Linked DNA regions of Bombyx mori: region 2 is linked to region 1. A link is a contact called in public Hi-C data. All regions are on one chromosome and are shown on one strand. The core of a region is the stretch at or near the end of the contact, and the rest is flanking DNA. Distances in the headings are between cores, read along the strand shown. Region 1 holds the start of LOC101737447 (pre-rRNA 2'-O-ribose RNA methyltransferase FTSJ3). Region 2 holds the start of LOC101736520 (A-kinase anchor protein 1, mitochondrial).

The links. A called contact is a pair of places that touch in the nucleus more often than the background predicts.
Region 2: a Hi-C map of posterior silk gland shows a contact between it and region 1, with 1.8 times the contacts expected there. The contact joins the promoter of LOC101736520 here to the promoter of LOC101737447 in region 1. A contact is called at or near these places in 2 of 7 Hi-C or Micro-C datasets (posterior silk gland and whole pupa).

Annotation. Positions count from the first base shown.
Region 1 is chr10:7,754,916-7,759,774 of ASM3026992v2, forward strand. LOC101737447 (pre-rRNA 2'-O-ribose RNA methyltransferase FTSJ3) reads left to right here and starts at 3,349. Exons shown (of 10, transcript XM_004927547.5): 1 at 3,349-4,120; 2 at 4,301-4,859. The coding sequence starts at 4,054. It also overlaps a transcript of LOC778526 not described here.
Region 2 is chr10:7,997,098-8,001,779 of ASM3026992v2, forward strand. LOC101736520 (A-kinase anchor protein 1, mitochondrial) reads left to right here and starts at 2,484. Exons shown (of 8, transcript XM_004924763.5): 1 at 2,484-2,697; 2 at 4,378-4,682. The coding sequence starts at 4,404.

The DNA of each region.
Region 1 (4,859 bases), core at 2,099-4,598:
TTTTCGTTCTGCGCTGTAGAGAATATGGCAGTGAATAAAATTGGGTGGTGTGGAGTGATTTTATTGACCAATGAGAATTCAGAAGTCGAACTTTGAAACACACGTATCCCATACGTCATTACCGGTGTTGCTAGAGATTGAATTATATGCACTAGGTGTGTAGAGTGTGACAACTGCATTCAATTTCAACTCACTCAAAAATAATTTAATATAAAAATTAAATGGAAAAAGTGTACCCTTTCCCCGCGGTTACAATAATACTAGCTACTAAGTATACTAAATAATAACCGTAAATATTTTATATGCACGTATATGTATTTGTATATATATATATATATATGTGTATTTACACTTGTATATAGTACGTATGTATTTTTGTGTATGTATATGACGAAGATAGCTGGTAATTTAATTTAATTTTAATTTCAATGCATCTATCATTATTTACCCTGCATTACCTTTGGTTGACTGTTAGAAATGCCCCAGGCATTAAGTGTAATAAATAAATAAATAAAAACCTTAATCCTTAATTAATAAAGTTCTCCTATTTAAAACAATATTATTTTGAATTGTTGGTGTTGTTTGATAGTTTAAAGAACAGCATCATAGTTTAAATCTTTCCACATGTTACTATGGTGCCACCTTAATTAGCTCCTTTTCAGCTGACACTTTTTATAACACTGAGGTGGTTTTCCTTACCTCTATCCTCCCTAGTCTAGAAGACCAAACTTTAATCAGTTTTCTACGATATGATTATTAGAGCCTATACATATCGTAACGTTAATGATACTATCTACCTTGAGACGGAGTTGAATCCCTATTGTGACAACGGCTTATCCTACAAATTGAAAAGCAAAATAACTTTCCGGTAGAAAGGTGTTACCTGTATAACATGTATAGCAGTAATATTGGGAGTTCGACTCACAATACGGTCAAACAGTGGTCTCGAACCTACCGATATGGGCTCTGTTCTACCGAAATACTGAAATATAGCGATTTTTCTACGATTTCAGAGTATACATGGAAATTCTCCCGATTTTTCTACCGATTTTACACTTTTAAGTTGGTAGGCTTTTTCATTTATGTTTAATGTTACGGGGAAGCCCTCAATATTAAGTATGGATGAACCTAGTACAGAATGTTCCATATATTTTGGGGAATACCCCTGTGTCCTACAGCTCGATGTTCTATGGGGCTCGGGAATTTACCTGTCTAATCTATATATAAACAGGAATTCGGTTTAATTTTTTCATTAACTTTTCATAACTTTGAAGAGAAAGTAACTTTCCTAAAGAGTGCCTACAAAATAAGATTAATAAGTTCAAATGTCATCTGATACAACAAGCACAAGTGCGAGTGTAAGAAGAGAAAATTATGTACAATATTATAGAAAATAATGGGAAGAAGAATTTCCAGGCTAGCTACAAGATAGTCGGTTTCCTTTGTTGTCTAATTTCATCTTTAATATTTTATCACTTCCCCATTCATCCGCTAACGTTGAACGCATATTTTTACAAATTAATATTTTGAAAACAAAACAGTGAAATAGACTGTCTACTGAATCAATCACTACTTTATTACATGCAAAACGATTCTTTAATACAGCTAATTGTTATGATTTTGAAATTAATTCGAATATGACTGCCGCTATGGTTAAAGAATATTGGTATAAAAAATAATTATACTTAAGTATGATTGTTATAAATTAGTCTGTAATTTTTTTGTTAAATAAATAAACGAATTTGATTGAATATGGTACTTTTTTGTCAAATACCGATTTTGGATACAAATATACCGATTTTAGCTGGCAGCTCTACCGATTTAGCTCTATGTCGTTCGAGATCACTGCGGTCGACAGGAGAATGAAGTTAGCCCCTCAAAAAATTTTTTTTTTCCTATTTTATACTTATTTTCTATTAATTCGTTTGTTCATCATTTGTTCATGATTGTTCACTGTTAATAATTTTTTGTTCTGCATTTATTTATTTAAAAAAAATATTTAAAAATATTTTTTTTTTTTTTTTTTTTTTTTTTATTGCTTAGATGGGTGGACGAGCTCACAGCCCACCTGATGTTAAGTGGTTACTGGAGCCCATAGACATCCACAACGTAAATGCGCCACCCACCTTGAGATACAAGTTCTAAGGTCTCAAGTATAGTAACGACGGCTGCCCCACCCTTCAAACCGAAACGCATTACTGCTTCACGGCAGAAATAGGCAGGGTGGTGGTACCCACCCGCGCGGACTCACAAGAGGTCCTACCACCAGTAGATATAAGAATATACCTACAAGTTAGCCCCTCTAATGCAATTTTTAATATTTTTTCATCCTTAATGACTCATAAATATTCATTTTCGATTGTTCTTATATAAAACACGTTTGTTCTCTTTCGAAATTACTCGTTTTTTGTTTAATTTACTATTTTTATTAGTTGAATAAATGTGTGCAAAATATGTGTACTGCGCATGCGTCAACTATAATGCCTAAACTTTCTACGCGGTTTTAATCGTGAAAAAAAAAAAACAAATATAAATCCTAAAGGAGCAATGAAATAATGTGCATTGGCGTTAAGTTAGACCAAATACATTTTTTCCATCCTCTTACCTATCGTATTAAAATGTTATTTTACTAATGTTAGGAATATAATTTCGACTGTGTAAAAAAGTTATTATAATGTATACCTATATTATCTCTTGAAAGATAAATAATGAACATATTTACTTATTTGTTTATATTACCTATGTGAACTCCCTATCTTTTTTATACCTTCATAACGATAAGTAGGAGGATGGAAAAAATTTATTTGGTCTAACTTAACGCCAATGCACATTATTTCATTTATTTATTTTTTAATTTTTTTAATTAAATTGTATACCAATTAATTGCTCCTTCAGGATTTATATTTGTTTTTTTTTTCACGATTAAAACCGCGTAGAAAGTTTAGGCATTATAGTTGACACATGCGCAGTACACATATTTTGCATACATTTATTCAACTAATAAAAATAGTAAATTAAACAAAAAACGAGTAATTTCGAAAGAGAACAAACGTGTTTTATATAAGAACAATCGAAAATGAATATTTACGAGTCATTAAGGATGAAAAAATATTAAAAATTGCATTAGAGGGGCTAACTTGTAGGTATATTTTTAAATATTTTTTTTAAATAAATAAATGCAGAACAAAAAATTATTAACAGTGAACAATCATGAACAAATGATGAACAAACGAATTAATAGAAAATAAGTATAAAATAGGAAAAAAAATTTTTTTTGAGGGGCTAACTTCATTCACCTGCGGTCGACCATCTATAAATATTTTTTGGTATGCTCTCTACGCTACTTTTTTTTTTATTTTTTTTTATTGCCTTTGTAGGCAGACGGGCATACGGCCCACCTGATGGTGAGTGGTTACCGTCGCCCATGGACTTCAGCAATGCAAGGGGCAGAGCCAAGTCGCTGCCTACCGCTTAATACTCTCCACAAGCCTCGTTTGAAGAAGGACATGTCATAGCGCTCGGGAAACACCGTGGAGGGGAGCTCATTCCATAGCCGGATGGTACGTGGCAAAAAAGATCTCTGGAAACGCACTGTGGATGACCGCAGCGGCTCCAGGTAGTATGGATGAACTCTACTCCGGTGGCGGGCGGTGCGATGGTAAAAACGAGATGCTGGTATCATCTCAAACAATTCCTCAGAGCACTCCCCATGGAACATACGGTATAAAATACAGAGGGAACCGAAGTCCCTCCGCAGACCCAGCTACTTGCATTATTACAATTAGTTGAACAATCCATAAAATTTTCTTCAGGTACATCAAATGTAAAAAAAGCCGATTTTAACTTAATGACTTGAATGATTGTATGTTCGTGCAGCACATAATTGAAAAAAAAAACTCTATGGTATGAAACACGAGAAAATAAACATAACCTCACTTGTACACACACTCGTAATGTGCATATTGCATTCAATTTTGTCATGTAATTGATTATAATCAATTGTTTTTAGAAATAACCCCAGAAGTCATATGCTTAAAAAAGTAACATACTACAATGGGAAAGAAAACAAAAGTAGGAAAACAACGGAAAGATAAATACTACCAACTAGCTAAAGAAACAGGTACATCATTTTTAATTTGCATCATTTATAACATCTAATTACTTTGATAATTCATCTGATTAAACCGAAATACTTTTAATATGTACATCTACTGATTAGTTCAGATATAGGGCGGCGATGTAGGTGTATATATATTTATTAGAACGTATATTTATATCGAAAAATGTATACTTCTTTCAGGATATAGATCAAGAGCTGCATTCAAATTAATACAATTGAACAGGAAATTTGGATTTTTGCAGAAATCACGAGTATGTATCGATTTATGTGCTGCACCTGGTGGGTGGATGCAGGTGGCCCACCAAAATATGCCAGTCTCGAGCATAGTAATAGGAGTCGATTTGTTTCCAATAAAACCAGTTCCAGGTTGTATAGGTCTGACTGAAGATATCACTACAGAAAAATGTAAGGCAGCAATCAAAAAAGAAATAAAAACATGGAAAGCTGATGTGGTACTTAATGACGGTGCACCCAATGTCGGTCTTAATTGGATCCATGATGCCTATCAACAAGCTTGTCTAACGTTGAGTGCTTTAAAACTTGCAACGAACTTCCTCAGAGAAGGTGGTTGGTTTGTGACTAAAGTATTCAGATCGAAAGACTATCATGCACTTTTATGGGTTCTGAAACAATTCTTCAAAAAAGTACATGCTACAAAGCCCCAAGCTTCTCGTAATGAGTCTTCTGAAATTTTCGTTGTATGTCAGGGCTATATTGCACCAGATACAATTGATCCTAA
Region 2 (4,682 bases), core at 1,234-3,733, 240 kb after region 1:
CTGGAGAAAGTTTTAGTTTAACATGTATTAGTAGGTGTTTAAAATTCGCACATTCAATTAACATAACATGCATTGGACTTTGCCATCTAATGTTAAAGTGACTCTAGCATTACATTATCACTGCTCAGAAAGTTCAATGTCAAACATAATTTTATCATGTATTCTACAGCCAATTCTGAAATACACATGCACATTTTAATGTATGTAGCTAAATACAGAGCTATAACTGGCATTCTGCCTGTTGCTAATCACGGTCTAGCGACTAGCATATCTAGTATTATTCATTCTGTTTGAATTAAATTTACATTCTAGTGTCACACTTTAGTATGCAACAATAACTTTATACAAACCCCTAACTTAAATGTGGGATCAAGTTAAAAGGCGATATAGAAATGATATTTATTAAAATATAAAACAGTTTTTAGTAATAACTAGTAATAACTACTGATGACATCATCAAAAAAATCTTTGGAGATTAAAATAAGGAGAAAATTTATCTACATTATTTTACTTCTCAGTTTAAAGTTTAGATAGAATTATCTGTTCATTTTATAGTCTATTTATGCCCACAGAAGTGCACTGCTGGACATAGGCCTTTCCCAAGGCTTGCCACAACAACCCGTCTTGCGCTGTCTGCATCCAGCGGATTCCCACAACCTTCAATAGGTCGTAGGTCAACCTTATGATCACCCACGCTACGACTGCCGGCACGCGATCGCCGCTCTATCGCTCTCTCCATTGCTCTTTCGGTGCCCTTGAGTCTTTAAATAAGGTCGTTGTGGTTGTGAGCGACCATGTCTCACTGCCATAACTCATGGCAACAGTCAAAGACTTTATTTTCTTTGTCTTGAGACACTGCGACGTTCAGGATGAGAATATTCTACGTAGCTCTATAATTTAAATGCACCTTTTTTGTTTTTAGTGATGGCTTGCTTTCTATGGGCTATGATATGATAACTACTGAACACCAGGTGGGGCATGAGCTCTTTCACTAATGCATCAAAAACGAGTTTTATTTTACCTAGTTTTTTATTGCCTTGTAGACAGATGAGTCGTCTTGGCCTAAAGGATAAGACGTCCGGTGCATTGCGATACAACGGTGTTCGAATCCCGCAGCCGTAGGCGGGTACAAATTTTTCTAATTAAATACGTGCATAACAAATGTTCACGATTGACTTCCATGGTGAAGGAATAACATCGTGTAATATAAATGAAACCCGCAAAATTATAATTTGCATAATTACTGGTGGTAGGACCTCTTGTGAGTCCGCACGAGCAGGTACCACTACCACCACGCCTATTTCTGCCGTTTCAGTTTCAAGGGTGGGGCAGCCGTTGTAACTATACCAAGACCTTAGAATTCATATCTCAATATGGGTGGCGGCATTTACGTTGTAGATATCTATGGGCTCCAGTAACCACTTAATACCAGGTGGGCTGTGAGCTCGTCCACCCATAGAAGCAATAAAAAAGAAGCATGCGGCCCCTTAGGTGAGCCGTCACGGTCGCTCACGGACGTCAGCTATGCCAGGAACACAGCTAAGCCGCTACCTACCGCAAGAGAATTACATTTATGAAGCTAAGTCTTTGAACTACACTTTTATTAGTAGGCTACCTAGGCCATTATTGATGCAATTGTTTCCGGAATTAAGTGTGCTGCTGAGCTGCTTACATGACAATACAAAAAATAGTGTTTTTTTTATATATTTTTATTGCCCTTGTAGGCAGACGAGCATACGGCCCACCTGATGGTGAGTGGTTACCGTCACCCATGGACTTCAGCAATGCCAGGGGCCAAGCCGCTGCCTACCGCTTAATACTCTCCACAAGCCTCGTAAAATTGTACAATTGATTAGTTATTTTTAGGAGCATATGTAACACAATAAAATACAATCGATTCTGAATGCTTAATGTAATCCTGATAGGAGTTTGAGAGCCTTTTGCGCTATATTTTTCATTAAGTTCATCATTTTGAAGTTTTTTTTTCAATTACCTAATACAAGTATTACAAGTACATTTGTTTGATAAATATAGTGTGCTAAGGGTTTCTTTAAGTACCTATATGTGAACTTATAAATTGTTTTCGGTAGTACCTATGTTATCATTTTAGATTCGAAAACGGTCTTCTTACTTCCCATAGTGGAATCACACCAATTGAAAAATATTATAAATTATTTTTAACACATCCCCTTTGATTAGATATTTTTTGTAGCTAAACCACTTCTTTTAATCTAGTACAGTCTTGTCATTTTACCGGTAAACTTGGGCTCAATGCTAAATGGTTAAATGGTAAAAATCACTACCTATTATTTTATTTTAGGCCGAAAGAAATATAAAATTAACAAAATAAAATAATTCAAAGATCTTTTCTCGCCGTGCTCCATCAAAAAGTTCCATTTGAGACGTACAAGTCGAGATGTACAAGATGGAGAATAGAGAAACGAGTTTTGCCAAAGATAATATAAACAGATTCACTGTCCACTACGCTAATCTATGAATACGCTTGACGTTGTAATGTTGCCAACCTGCATTGCGCCATGTTGAATTTTGTTGTGCTTCGAAAACATTGTGAGCACGTGGATTGTTGGAAAAAATAAAGTGAAATTCAGTCGTAAAACTATTTAATTGCAAAATTTCAAATTGATAAAATACACTCCTACTTTGAAATAAAGAAATATTTTTCTCTTGATTTACCAAGTAAGTACATAAAATAATTAGCCGGCAGCGTGATCTAAATTTTGATAATGGAGAGTTCTAGTCGCATGCTCTAATTTTATTGTTGAAATAACTTCTGAAGTAAGATATTATAGTTAAAATCTAAATTGATTATTGTTAACTATGATTTATATCTGTCAATATACTGACGTATATATAATTGCGTAACCTTTCATTTTTGAATCCACATTTGCCTACGTGTTGCTTGTAAAGATTTCAACAACGTTCGTGACCCTCGGTAAAAAACTTAAGTTTAATGTTGCGTGCAGTACTCTACCTCGTGGTTTGTTCATAGTCATTACCAATCTGAGATATTTTTATGTCTCGATCTATTTATACGCGGATTGTTAGTGTATTGTAGTTTATTTGTTTTGAGGTTCCGGGTGCCATGCTGGTATAAGATTAATTTACCTTCAATAAAATAAAAAAACTCACTATCTTCGTTAATGTAATGTTTATATTCCTATCGATTAAATCCGCATGTGTTAAAATACTGTAAATAAACACGCGGATAGCTGTAACCTATTTACATTTGCCAAAAACCAACCTAGATTCGTCAACAGAGATAAGATTTCCACGTGAATATTATAGTACTAATCAGAGAATGGAGTATTTACAAGTAAGTATGTTGTCTGTGTATCAAAATTATCAAAATTACCCAGTTAAAGACTTAACATGTTTCAAGAGATCATATGATAAAACAGTAACAAAAGATTTTAATCATATTACGAGTGCTTATTCTATTCTTTGGTTGTTCTTGGTTTTAGAGATCACCTACTTTGCAGTGCAATGATTAATAAAAAATCCTCAGTTGAGTATTATTCTTTGGACAAATTTTAATTGAAAAATGAGTAAATGGCTTGTAGCTCAGTTTCTGTTAAATTCAATATTTATGAATCTTATAATTGTGCTTCAGCCTGGACTTGTGAAGTATATAACTAGCCCTTGAATGTGACTAAGATGAAGTTAACAATGTTTTTTTTTGTAATGTTTTATGTCTACTAAGATAAGACCTTTTTGTATTACATAAATAATAATTAAAAATCGAAGTACAATAAACATTTGAACAACTATACTGCACAAAGTTTTGGTTTAAATTATGAATTCTATCTCAATGTGTACTATATGTAAGTACACAAAGTACACATTGTATATGTAAGTGCTAAGTATTCCAAATTTGACAATGTGAATAATATTTAATTGAAACATCATTTTTATCGAAAATCAAAGATATTAATTTCTTGCAGTAGCACATGATTGTAATTTTGCAGTGTGGTGGAAAAGATTAGGTAACTCATCGGACAATTGGCTTAGATCAAAGTGATAAATTCACAATCTTGAGAATATTATTTAAAAATAAGGGATGTTCTCTCCCCACCACGAAACCAATGGTTGTAGAATAGCCGTTTCTCTAAACACTGGTGATTTTGACCTTATACTTGAAGTTGGTGGTAATCTCGGTTGTGAAGTTAAAAGCTTACCATTATCTTCTGAATTCCTAAACTCATAAGAAAAATACCATGCAATTAATTACAATTACCATTATTCAATAGGAGCCAAAGCCCCAAGACTTTTGTGCAACATGGTCTGATTGATAAAAGCGAAACCAAAATGAACATTTCTTTTTCTCTTTCAAGTGAAGATATAGTTTTTTTGTTATAGATTGTCATTAAAAGTGGCTCATTACAATGGCACCTTGTCGTCAACTACTCATGTGGTCAGTACCATCCATAGCAGTCTTATTGGGTATTTTTTGGTTCAAGAAAAAAAGGGAATATGCAAAGTCTGACCCAGGTGGAAGAGAACGGCTAAAGAGTTTGAAAGAGGAACTTGCTGAGGTTTTGAACGCACAAGCTGAGGCAAATCGAGGCTCGCCTATAAGCAAATTAGAGCACTCTATCATTAAATCATCTCCTATTGATATCATACCTAACGGCACAAATTCACAGCGATCATCCCCTTTGGAA